Linked DNA regions of Rattus norvegicus: region 1 is linked to region 2. A link is a contact called in public Hi-C data. All regions are on one chromosome and are shown on one strand. Each heading gives the region's core, a stretch centred on a gene start, on an enhancer-like site or on the middle of the called end of the contact. The rest is flanking DNA. Distances are from core to core; before and after follow the strand shown.

Region 1 (6,485 bases), core at 688-3,187, 60 kb after region 2:
GCAGAACCACAACCGCCCTACCAGATGTAGGGAGGGGCTTCGAATCCCTCATAGACTTCCTTACAATTGTTTTTGTCTTGTTTTAGTTGGGTTTTCCCCGCTTTGGCCGGTTTGGCTTGCCACTTAGCCCAAGGCTAGCTCAAACTGCAGCCCTCCTGCTTTGGCCTCCCAGCGTGCTGGCAATTCAGCCACATACCACCTTGCCAAGGGTCTCTTGTTTCAAAACTGTCTAGCTCCTTGTTCTTTCTGCTCCACTCCTTTTCATTCCTGTCACCTCCCCTGCCTTTTAGTGACACGCACGCAGCAGCTGCCATCGGAACTCACATCCAAAAATGCTCAGGTCCTTCTGTGGAATACACTGCAAATGTTTTTCCTCCTAGGATCCCAGGTCTCCTCTGAAAGTCTTCCTAGGTTTTCCCCCAATCCTAGCCAGCCCAGAAGTCTAGAAGCCCCACCCAGCTTTGGATGACCCAGGGGTCTCGCTGTGAGGACTCTGCCTTAGAAAGTGCATGTCGGAAACCTCAGGACTTGAGAGAACAGAGTCCACTGCAGTAGCGTCCTGGAATGACTGGGTATGGCTACGATCCCTGAGCCCAGTGGATGGAGGAGAAACAGTGGGAAATAACCAAAATAAAACACTTAAACTAACTTAAAAAAAAAGGGGGGGTTCTTTTCCCAACTATTTTCCAAGTTCTAATTTCCTCCAAGACAGAGAATGAACATACCACTCTAACTCTAGGGGTAGACACGGCCAGAAATAACATTCGAGGCTGCAGCTCGCCATCACTGTGGGAAACAAAACTCAATTTCTCATCTCCCGGCCATATTTACAAATTTCTTTCCTTTGTGTGTCCATACTTGTGCAGGTAGAGGTCAACCGTAAGTGTCATCCCTCAGGAGCTGTGGTTTTTGAGACAGCATCCTTCTCTGGGACCTAGGGAGGCCAGCTGGCCAGTGCCTGTTCCCTCCTCCCCAGTGCTGGGAGTATAAGCATCGTGCACCACTTCATCTGTTTGCTTCTTACACGCTGCTGGCATCGGACTCAGGTCCCGGTGTCTGCAGGGCAACCGCTGTGTCAACAAGCTGCTTCCTCCGCCCTCCCTTTCTTCTTTTTGCTTCCAAGACACAAGCCTGCTAGTTAGCCCAGGCTGGCCTAGAACCCCGTGTTGGCCTTGAACTCGTGATCCTACTTGCTCAGGCTCCTGTTTACAGGCACGAACCACAACAGCTTATGGCTACCTTCCCTTTGTAAACTGAGGCACTGATATCTTGTGTGCCCGCTCCCAAGAAGGAACTAAAGCAAAGCCACAAGTATCCCAAGCCAGGAATCTGTGGCGGATGCTCTGAGGTACTAGGAGAGCTGTTGGTATGTTACCAAGAGAGATTTTTCAAAAGCACACACACACACACACACACACACACACAATCACACAGACACACACAATCACACAGACACACACACCACACACACACACAATCACACAATCACACACACACCACACATAATCACACACAATCACATACACAATCACACAATCAATCACACACACACAATTACAATCACACCCACAATCACACAATCACGAACACAGACACACACAGACCACACATAATCACACAATCACACCCACACACAAGCACACACACACAACCACACACACACCACACAATCACACACACAGGCACACACACAATTACACAATCACACACAGACACCACACACACACACACACACACAGCACTTGCACAGCACTGCTGTCTCGCTGGGTTTGAGTGGGTTAGCCCATGCAAACCCGAGTGGATTGGAGTAGGTCAGTCTATACAAACCTGGGCTACCCTGGTGCCTGTTCTTTCGGGAACACGAGACTAAGGCAGACGGGGACTGGTGCTGCCCCTGGCTGCAGACAGGAAGAGCAATACATAAACCTTTTGACTGGGGCTCACTTAAGGTTCTCCCCATCCCGCCCCCGTGCACATAGTTTCTACTCCCCACACTAGGTCATTCAAGTCTGGAGTCACCAGAAAAAAGAAGTCGCTGTTTGGGGGATGGCAGACGATCAAGAGTTCAGACAGCTGCGATGAACGGTTAGTTGTGGTTTCTCCTCACAGCCTCGCTACCAACTGCACTGCCATCCTATGTTCAAACACTATTAAGTGAGAATGTTTGCTCTGGCGCTAATCCATCTTCTCCCCACAGTTTAAGTATTGATTTAAAAAAAAAAAAAAAAGAAGCAGCTTTGGTTTGCAGTGCACATTTAAAACTTAAAAAAAAAAAAGTTATTTCCATAAAAGTTGGCAGAAACCAGGCCACTGGTCATTCCCCCAGTGGCTATAATAAACCCCTGCCCACTGACAATCTAACAGATCTTTTTCTGTTTGCCACTGGGCTGGGTTCAATAAAATTTTTGTGCTTAACATTCCCCTAATAAGGGCTCCTAAGAGCACACGCTTCCTTCCTAGGGCAGCCTTTGTGGGTAACATTCCCAGCAGCTCTCCTGGATCCCAGAGGTGAGTGGGGGCCAGTTAGTGACCATCAGAATGCCTTGAACTCAGAAACACACTCAGGTGCTCAAACTAGTGCTCTGGCTTGGGGACACAGCTCACTAGTGAGTGTTTACCTAGCATGCACAAGGCCCTAGGTCCAATCCTCAAGACCTCAAGACACACACACACACACACCTTGCCTGCCATGCATTCCAACATTCCTTTTACTTGAAGGATGTTGGCTCACACCTTGTCATCCCAGCACTGGAGAGATTAAAAGCAGGAGGATCAGGAGTTCAAGGTCATCTTCAGCTTGAAAGAAAAGGAGAAGGAGAAGGAAAAAGAATCTGTGTGTTGGCTCACCCTTTTAATCCCTGTACTCAGCAGGCAGAGGCATGTGGATCTGCGTGACTTTGGGGCCAGCCTGGACTTTGTAGCAAGTTCTAAACTAGGCAGGCTACCCAGTGAGAACCTGCCTCAAAAGAACAAGAAGTAATCTTGAATCTGGTAGGCTGTTGGTCAACCTTACACGCATGTGTGTACACTAACTTTTCCTTGGCACTTCTCTCTGGAAGTCAAGCCTAAGGCTGGTATGGGGTTCACACCCATCATCCCAGCACTTAGGAGACTGAAACAGGAGGACGACCTTCAGTTCAAGACTAGCCTGGGCTATAAAGCAAGGCTCCAGATCTCAAAACACAAAACCAGATTATATATTGAGTCTAAGTGACAGCCCTTAGGGTATGACACTCAGACTTCTGGAAGTTCCTAGAGTTGAGCAGATGCCCCACTGTGATGGGGTCACTCACAGACAGCCACTGCTCCATGCTCGGGACAGAGAATAAATAAACTATCTCAATGCAGACATGGAAATCCTCATAAACTTACACTGCATGCTTTACAAGAAAACAAATTTGGGGTTGGGGATTTAGCTCAGTGGTAGAGCGCTTGCCTAGCAAGCGCAAGGCCCTGGGTTCGATCCCCAGCTCTGAAAAAAAGAAAAAAAAAACAAGAAAACAAATTTTATTTCCCAAAAGTATACACCATTCTGATGGCGACCTTATGGAATCCAAAGACCTTCAAGGTTCTTCCAAGAATCAGAGGTGGGAAGGCATTGGCTGAAGCCACCGAGTGATTGCATGGCAGATACGAAGGAACAAGTTCACATTTATTTATTTATTTATTTATTTATTTATTTATTTATTTATTTATTTATTTATTTATCTTAGAGAGAAGACCTGGTTTCCATTGAAATAAAATAATTTCAGTGGATCTGGTTGTGCACGCCCATCATCCCAGCATTCAGAATGCTAAGGCAAGAAGACTACAGAGCAACTTCCCAGGCCAGCCAGAGCTACAGAACAGTGTCCTGCCCCAACTAAACCAACAGACTGTAGCACTTCAAACCACAGCATTGTCACCCTCGAAAATACTGTCACCAGAGAACACACTGCTGAACCGGGAAATCAACTTTTAAAGGCCCCAACTCAAACCGTAACCCTGCTATTTGCACCCTAACTCCAAGGACAAGGACCAAGTGGCCACTTTAAGGGCTACAGAGAGGAGTAAGCACCTGTAGATGTCACTACAGCCTTAAGGCAAATTCAACACCACCAGGTTCTCTGGAATTCTTGGGCAGCTTCTAGACCGAGCCCGGCCACACCCCAGCCCTGCCTCCTACCTGCCGCGTGACTCATCCCCAGTTCTCCCAATGAAGTTTCTCTGGTAGAACAGTGGGTGGGGCAAGGCAAGGAAGGGGAATTTACGCTTCGAGGCTGCTCTAGTTTGCTTCTGTTGCTGTGATAAAACACTTAGATTGAGAGAAATTTAACAGGAGGAAAAGGTTATTTCAACTTACAGTTTACAGTCTATTGATGCAAGTCAGGGCGAGAACTCAAGCAAACCCCCACCCACCCACCTTCCCAAGACAGGAATCACCGAGGAGTGCTGCTTTTCGGGCTCACAGGCTCAGGCTCAATTAGCTTTTATACAGCTCAGGACCACCAGTCCAGGAAATGGCTCCACCCATAGTGGATTGGACCCAACCACATCAATTAAAATAATCAAGGCAATTCTTCAGGACTGGAAAGAAAAATGGCTCAGCAGTCAAGAGCACTGGCTGCTTTTCCAAGTTCTAGTCCCAGCACCCATGTGGTAATTCAAGTTCCGGGGCATCTTCTGTCTTCCTCAGGTACTAGATATGCACATTGCACACAGACAGACAGACATGGAGGCAAAACACTCATACACATAAAAGTAAATAAATCTTAAAAAAAAAAAAAAAAGACAGCCTTCCACTTCCAACCTCCGCGCGCGCGTGCGCGTCTTGAGTGTGTATCTATCAAAGAACAGCATCAAGTGTCATTCCTCAGGTCCTATTTTTTGAGACAGGGTCTCTCACTGGCCTGACAGTCATCAAGTAAGCTAGACTGGTCTTCCAGCTCGTTTCCAGCCGGCAGCCATTGCTCAGGTTTTTTCTGAGGGAGGGGAGAGGCAGCTGAGGGTCAGAGGGTGACCTGCAACAGTCCGTTGGAACCACGAGTGTCTGGGGAACTGAACCCAGGTTGTCAGGCTTAGTGTCCGCCACCTCTACCCACTGAGCTATCTTGCCAGCTGTTGGTGTTTCAAGATGGGTTCTGGGGGCTGGAACTCAAGCTCCCAGCAAGGCAAGTGTTTTACCACCTGAGCTACCATTACCCCTGCATGTGTGGGTTTCCTCAATGAATCCCCATAATACGAAGATTTATTGTGTTCAGTCCATAATGGGACATCATCTCCCAAATGTTGTGCCTGCTTCTTCCTACACAGGGTCCCAACTGAACAAGTAGTCACAAGTTAAAGATGTCTCAGGTTTCTGGACCCCCATCCTCCTGGCCCTCTGTGGCCCAAGGCTAGCTCCTCAAGCTTTTCCCCATGTCCTAGAGAGCCCTGGGTTCTGCCCTCAGCTCCCCATGGCAGCCTTTCATCATGCACATCTCTACATCACCTGATGGCTTCACATGTTCCTGACATGCTAGGGACTCAATAGTGGATTTCCCAGTCCCTCACACAACCTCAGAACCCTGGGCATGCTGGCTATGGCAGACCCGCGACTTCTCCTCAGGAGAACTGTCCTCTGTAGAAGTCACTAGCTGTTAAAAGTTGTCAACGAGTGCTTGAAAGAGGCAGTCACAGGGGTCCTTGAGAGCACCCCATAAGAAACCATCTGTGGGGCTAGGGAGATGGTCAGAGGGTCACATATTTGTCTCACAATGATGAGGACCTGAGTTCAAACCCACAGTCACGCTATAACCCCAGCACTCCCTCAGTGAGAAAGAAGGCAAAGGTAGAAGAATCCTGGGCCAGCTAGCCTGGAGTACATAACAGTGAACAAGGTAGCCATTGAGCCCTACACCCAAGGCTGTCCTTTGACCCTTCACATGCTTGCCGTGGTGTACATGTGCCCACACACATCCCTGTATGGGAAAAAAAAAAAAACATGTATACTGGTACCCCTGCCTCAGGCTCCGCCCTCTGATGATTCCACTGTTTGTAGCCTGGGCCTCTCAGACCAACCTCAGGCCACCAGCTCTGCCCCAGATCCCTTCCCTGCCCACTGTTGCCATTAGTCACTTCCCTGTTCCCTGTGACCAAATGCTGACAAGAAGCAGTTTAGGGGAAGAAGAGTTTATTTCAGGGTTTGGTTCAGGCAGACATCCCACTGGAAAGAAGCTGGGGTGGCTGAAGCAGGACGTAGCCCTTGGTCACATTCAGTTACCTCAGGAAGCAGAGAGATGAACACTGGTACCAGTTCACTTTCACTTTTTATCAGTCCAGAATCCCAGCCCAGGAGAGCGGGCAAGCACAGTTATAGGGTGGGTCTTTCTACCTCAGTTTACCCATAGAAACTCCCTCCCAGGCAAGCCTAGAGCCTTGTCTCCTAGGCCATCTAAATCCTGTTACGTTGACGGTATTAGCCTCTCACCGACGTTGGTAAATGAGGGAGCGTCATCCTCCCCGGT
Region 2 (6,681 bases), core at 2,281-4,780:
ATAGGAACCAATGTTGAACAGGCGTGACCCGCGTTCACTTTCAGTTTGCCCTCTTCCTCCGAGCTATTTAAGATTTGTTTCTGTATGCAGGAACCCACATAGGCCAGAAGAGGGCGACAGATCCCCTGGAGGTGGAGTTTCCGGGGGTTGTCAGTTATCTGATGTGAGTGCTGGAAACCAAATTCAGGTCCTCTGCAGGCACACCCAGTGCCCTTACCGACTGAGCCATCTCTCTAGCCCTCCTTTGAACTATTTAACGCCGTAATTAATTCCTCTAGCCCCTCTAACCTTCAGTTCACCCTGTGGGTTTCCTTTGTACTATTTTGGCTTTTTTGTTTGTTTCTTTTTCCCTCAGTTTAGGTAATCGTTTCCCCCCCCCCTTTTTTTTTTTTGCAGTGTCGGGGATCGGATGTAAAACCTTCACACGCTAAGCAAGGCCCCTCCGCTGAGCTACACTGACATTCCTTGGATTTTGAAGGGGGATTCTCTGTGTAACCCAGGCTGGCCTTGACTTTTCTGCCTTGCTATTTTTCATTGCAAACACGCTGACATGCGACAGCTAATGGTCAAAATGCACAACTTGCTTCGGGTTAAGGCTTCTCTGCTGCTCTGGCAAATTTAACAGTGTGAGGTGGTAGTTACCACTGAGTCACTGTGGCAAAGGAATGAGAGAAAGGCTTGCTTTGGCTCTCTGCTCTAGAAATTTCCATCTACCTAGGCAGGGAGGGCAGGCTAGCCCACTGCGTAGCAGAATGGGGGTGTAAGGTAAAGGCATTCGCCCCATAGCAAACCAGGAAGCAGAGCCCAAGGAGAAACCAGGGGCAGGTGTGACTTGTAGAAGCCTGTCCCTAAACAGATTCTCCCAGCTACTCCCTACCTCCCAAAGGCCCAGAGCTTCCCGAAACAGTCTATGGGGACAAGCATTCGAATTGTGAGTCTGTATGTAGAAGGGAGGGGATATTTCAGATTCAAACTGTAGGAGGCACTCTAAATTCAGGAAAGAGATGGACGGGAGGGAGGAGACCTGTGGCCACCAACAGGATAAGGAGCGGCTCCTTAGAAGTCACCTTCGTTAGCATTCTGTCTAGGCTCCACCCATAGCTACCTGGCAACAGCTAACACTTAACCTGACACTGTAAAAGGGACTGCTTGCTCCCTCCTCCCTCTCTTGCTTTCTTGCTCTCTTGCCCTCTTGCCCTCTTCCCCCCCACCTCCCCTTGTCCCTTCTCTCCCCATTCCCCTCCCCTCTCTCTACATGCTCACTGTCAGCCTCTCCTCATCCTCCCCTCTCCTCTCCTCATCCTCCCCTCTCCTCTCCTCATTCTCCCCTCTCCTCTCCTCTCCTTTCCTCTCCTCTCCTCCCCTCTCCTCCCCTTCCTTCCTTCCCCTCCCCTCCTCTCCTTTTTCTTCTCCTCTCTCTCTCTCTCTCTCTCTCTCTCTCTCTCTCTCTCTCTCTCTCCCTCCCTTTGTCTCTACTACCCTCTCATCTCCCCGCCCCATGTCCTGAATAAACTCTATTCTGGCTGGTCCCTCAGGGGGAAGGGATGCCTCAGCATGGACCCTCGGAGGCACCCCCTTGCCCATACTTCACCACATCTACACAGAGCATGTCCCCCCTCTCTTTCTCTTTCTATAAACACATCAACCTCTGCCTTCACTGGGCTTTGTGCAGCAGAACCAGAACCAGAAATCACACAAAGGAATGTTTAACCCTCGATAAGTTGGTGACGTGCATTCTCTCCTGGCCAACGTTGAACCCCTCAAGCACCTCTTCTCAAGGAGATGGGAAGGACCGTGTGCCTGTGCTGGGGGTGGAGTCCAGGGTGGCTTTGTTCATCTGACATGTGTCCTGGGTTCAAGCTCAGTACTTGCTCAGCCAAGGAGGGTGGGAGTGGGGGACTGGAAGGGGGAGGTGGAGGACCAAAGGAAGGGAAAAGATAAAGGCAGGGAGAATACCTTTGCTAAGATTCACTACAAAGCCCGTGTCAGCACAGATCTCAGATGCACGGTTTTAACTCTGCAGAGCCTTGGGAGGGTTTGCTGTGTCTGGTACGAAGACAACCGTTCCTAGAAACAAAGATTTGGGCATGAAGACGGACAAACACATGTATACCAGTGGGCACAAGAGGACCAGTAATCCTTGGGCTATCTGGGGTCAGTCTTGGATAGATAGCCCCTAAGAGGGCTGTCGCTGTTGCTGGCCCCTACAGAGGGGTCAGTGAGAAGGTCAGCTTAATTGTTTCTCAAAGCAAGGCTATGTTTCACTGGTTAATTTGTGATCTCTAAAGTCCCCTTTTGGTGATGATGATGATCACCATCATCATCATCATCATCATCATCATCATCATCATCATCATCATCATCATCATCATCATTATTTATGTGAAGAATGGGAGTGCCCGTGAGTGTAGGTGCCCACTGGAGCCAGCGGCATCAGATCCCCTGGATTTGGATCTGGAGTTAAAAGGTGAAACCTGAGTTCTGGACCCCTGCAAAAGTCATACACACTTTTAACCACTGAGCCACCTCTTCAGCCTGCAAGATCTTGTTTTTAAATAAACACAACCTCTACCTAGGCGACATTATGATGTGTGTTAAAGGAAAGTGACCACGGTCCAGAAATGTGAAAGGAGGCCCCAAGAAAGTTGCAAATTAAATCAGGAAAGCCAGAATTAACCACAGGCTTTAAATACCAGAGCTGTCCCTCTCAGGACCATCTGCATTTCAACAAGAAAGGAAGAAGACGACAGGATACCATCTGGAGCCTGCAGGGGCTTCCTGAGAGACTGGGAACTTCCCGGGATCCCTGAAATACCAGCACAGAAACAGCCAGGGACAAAACCCACCCAGAAGTAAGACTCCTGAGTGCGCCAGGCCTTCTCTTTGGCAGCCCTGACCTGCCTGCCTTCCAAGTCCAGATGGGGCTTCCTTTGGGGTCCAGTGTTCAGCACCCCTGTCTGAGGACTCATCCCTGCTCTGAGGATTAGGCTCTAACCCTGTGCTTATACAAAAGTCTCCTGCCACCGGCAGCCTGCAGGCCAACAGCTTCTCCCTGGATGGTTTCTTTTAGTTAATTTTTAAAAGAGGCAGGGGAGGTAAATTGAGGGTTGGGAGGCAGGGAGCAGTCTTGGCAATGACTGGGGTCCAGCTGCAAATCGGCTTCAGACCCCAGAGCAACTTGAAAGAAGCCCAGTGTCCACAATGGCTCTTCAGTGCCCGCCTGTGTTTACCCAGGACCTAGCCCACAGCCTCGGGGGCCTCCAAGGCAGCTCACAAGTAAATGCCACATTGTGCTCTGGGTTTTTTTAGTGCTTTCGGTAGCTGGTAGCAAGATGATTTGTAAGGCTGCTGCACATCAAACGGGTCTGAAATTCTATATTGGCTGCTATAGCCCAGCTCTGCAGGCACACGAAGCCTTCCTTCACTTAGCGAAAACACACAAGATGTGCCTAGGCCTGCAGTAGCCACAGAAGGCAAAAACACATGGCAATGGGCTGTGTCCTATAGAGCAGACCCTGAGGGACTGGGGAGACAGTACAGTTGGTAAAGTGCTGGGCAGTCAGAAGGACCTGAGTTCAAATTCCAGTCACCCTTGTGAAAAGCCAGCCACAGCGGCGACATGCAAGCAATTCCAGTTCTGGGGAGGTAGAAACAGGAGGATCCCTGGAGTTGGCTGGCCCGCCGGTCTAGCTAAATGATGGACTGTGGTTCAATGAGAAACCCTGTCTCAAAATATAAGGTGGACAGCAACTGAGAGAGACACTGGACTCATAGATAGGTGTATATGCACGTGTGCACACATGCACGCACGCACACACCACACACACACACACACACACCACACACACATCATACAAACACACACCACACACACACACACCACACACACACACCACACACACACACACCACACACACATCATACAAACACACACCACACACACACACACCACACACACACACCACACACACACACACACCACACACACACACACCACACACACACACCACACACACACACACCACACACACACACACACACACACACACACACACACACACACACACTAAGTAACGAATAGATAAATAAACATTTGAAAATTCTGAAGCCAGAGCTACCCAGCTATGCCACTCCTGAGTGTCCACTGGATAGAGCCTAAGACAGCTTACTGCAGAGACACCTGAGTATTCACGTTTACCACAGCGCTGTGACCAAGGTAAATGATTGGCTTAGGAGTTGAACAGATGAAGGATTTATGAATGAAGAGGGCGTGGCACACGCAGTGTATTAGCCGCTTTTCTCATTGTTACGGCCAAGTACTCAACAAAAGCAGCTGAAGAGAGAAAGGTTGATTTGGGTTCATTCTGCTGGAAATGGGCACATCAGCTGGGTTTCATATGTGTGTGTGTGTGTGTGTGTGTGTGTGTGTGTGTGTGTGTGGTATGTGTGTGTGTATGTGTGGTATGTGTGGTATGTGTGTGGGTTTGTGTGTGTGTATGTGTGATATGTGTGTGTTTGTGAGTGTATGTGTGTGTATATGTGTGTATGTGTGTATATGTGTGTGTATGTATGGTATGTGTGTGTATGTGTGTGTGTTTGTGTGCTTGTATGTGTGATATGTATGTGTATGTGTGTATATGTGTGTTTATGTGGGTGTGTGGTGTGTGTGTATGTGTGGTTTGTGTGTATATGTGTGTGTATGTATGGTATGTGTGTATGTGTGTGCTTTCGTGATATGTATGAGTATGTGTGTGTAGTATGTGTGTGCATGTGTGTATGTGTATATGTGTAGTATGTGTGTGTATGTGTAGTATGTGTGTGTGCATGTGTGTGTATGTGTAGTATGTGTGTGTGCATGTGTGTATGTGGGATATGTATGAGTATGTGTGTGTATATGTGTAGTATGTGTGTGTATGTGTAGTATGTGTGTGCATGTGTATGTATGTGTAGTGTGTGCATGTGTGTGTATGTGTGTATGTATGTGTGTGTGTGGTGTTTGCATGTATATCTGTCCTATGTAGACACGTGGACACATGCGAATGCCGGAAGTGGATGCTGGTGTCTCCCTCCAGGGTTTCCCACTGACCCTCCAGTGCACTGGTTCAGTCAGGGCAGCTGGCTGCCCAGTGAACTCTGGAGATCTTCCTGGCTCTGTCCCCAGGAATGGGATTAAAGATGACATCACCACCCCTGGCTTTTACATGGTGCTCAGTTCTTCTTGGTCGCCCACCTTTCGGTCCCAGACCTCAGCCATGAACGGCACTACCCACCTTAAGGATGGGTCTTCTCAATTAACTTAACGTAGCAGTTCTCTCAAGGACACATCCAGAGATTTGTTTTCTAGGTCAATCTAGATCCTGTCACGTGAACAATGGATCCCACCACCAATCTGCACAATGGAATGCTAGTCATCTACAAAGAATGAATGGCGGGGCTGCAGAGAGAGCACAGCACGTAAGAGCCACGTGATGCTCTTCTAGAGAAACTGAGTTTGGTCCCCACTGCTCAATTCCAGCAGCTCAGAACCACCTGTGACTCTGGCTCCGGAGGACCTGCTGCCCTCTTGTGGCTTCCTTAAGCAACTGCATGCATGTGGTACACACAAATAAAAATATTTTTATTAAAAGAATCAAATGTCGAAAAATGGATGAAACTGGAAACTGTCACATTAAACTCAGTAAGCGAGGTTTAAAATAATACCACATTTTCCTCATGTGTGAGTCATAGAATTCTTTATAGCTGTGTAAAACCATATCTATACATCTACATATAAATATATAGACATACATACGCATATATGATATGACATCAGGAAGGGGAGGGGAGGGGAAGGGAGGAGACTAACAGGGGAGGCAGAGGGGAGAAGAGAAGAAAAGGAGGGAGCAGGAGGGCAAGACGGTCAAAGTACCTGACAGGCCAGAGACAGAGCTGCTCTGTGACCACAACGCCATGCACAATGAGAATATGCCAGTAAAAGAAAAAACATGTCCTTGCTCATGCAACTTAAACAAAAGCAAGCAATCCAGAAAGGATGTGCTCTCCGTCTTCAAGAACATTCATGGTACCTTACCGAGGCAGGTGAGACAGATGGACCGACAGCTTAAATGTTCTATTCTGGAGCCAAGTTACTGAGCTCTACGAGGCTGTCCTGTGGGGGCAAGGTGTGGGAGGGGCCATCTGTGGAGGGAGTGGGGCTTAGTTACCAGGAGGACTGCTCGGTGGAGACGCTGCCGACACTGAGTCTGAAGTGGCGGGGTGTAGAGCCAGAAGGACTATGGGAGACAAATCTTCAGTGTTGTGGAAGTCACCTCCCTCATTCAGCAAATCTTTGACAACCAGTACACATCAGTCACCAGGATAGAAGTGGTGTAGACCCTCCAAACCACAGAGAGATCTTAAGACCCCACCCAACGGTGTGGAACGGGACAGACCCATAAGCATAATCACAGTGGACCAGCTGTGCAGGCACAGGGTGTCCCACGTGGCTTCTTGTCATATACACTGCTATGAACAGGCCCATTGTCCTTCCTGTGGTTTAATTATCTTTTCTCCTCCTCCCTCTTGCCCTCTCTCCTTCCCTTCCTTTAAAATGTATTTTTGTTTGTTTTGCATATGTGTGAGTGTAACCTCGTGTGTTTGGGTGATCATGGAGGCCAGGAAAGGGCATCCGATTCCTCAGAG

The links. A called contact is a pair of places that touch in the nucleus more often than the background predicts.
Region 1: a contact with region 2 is called in a Hi-C map of the Rat2 cell line, with 4 times the contacts expected there. The contact joins two enhancer-like sites. A contact is called at or near these places in 4 of 12 Hi-C or Micro-C datasets (the Rat2 cell line, Schwann cells, kidney and 1 more) and 1 of 1 datasets of contacts at active chromatin or transcription factors (oligodendrocytes).

The regions. Positions count from the first base shown.
Region 1 is chr8:122,917,679-122,924,163 of GRCr8, forward strand. LOC134480241 (a long non-coding RNA gene) reads right to left here. Exons shown (of 3, transcript XR_010054498.1): 3 at 4,324-6,241. Among named protein-coding and RNA genes, the nearest start is that of Crtap, 25 kb to the right of the region's middle. Within about 2 kb of position 1,938, at least 14 of the 93 cell types and tissues checked have an H3K27ac peak or open chromatin away from gene starts, as enhancers often do.
Region 2 is chr8:122,855,646-122,862,326 of GRCr8, forward strand. No RefSeq gene overlaps it. Among named protein-coding and RNA genes, the nearest start is that of Fbxl2, 16 kb to the left of the region's middle. Within about 2 kb of position 3,531, at least 3 of the 93 cell types and tissues checked have an H3K27ac peak or open chromatin away from gene starts, as enhancers often do.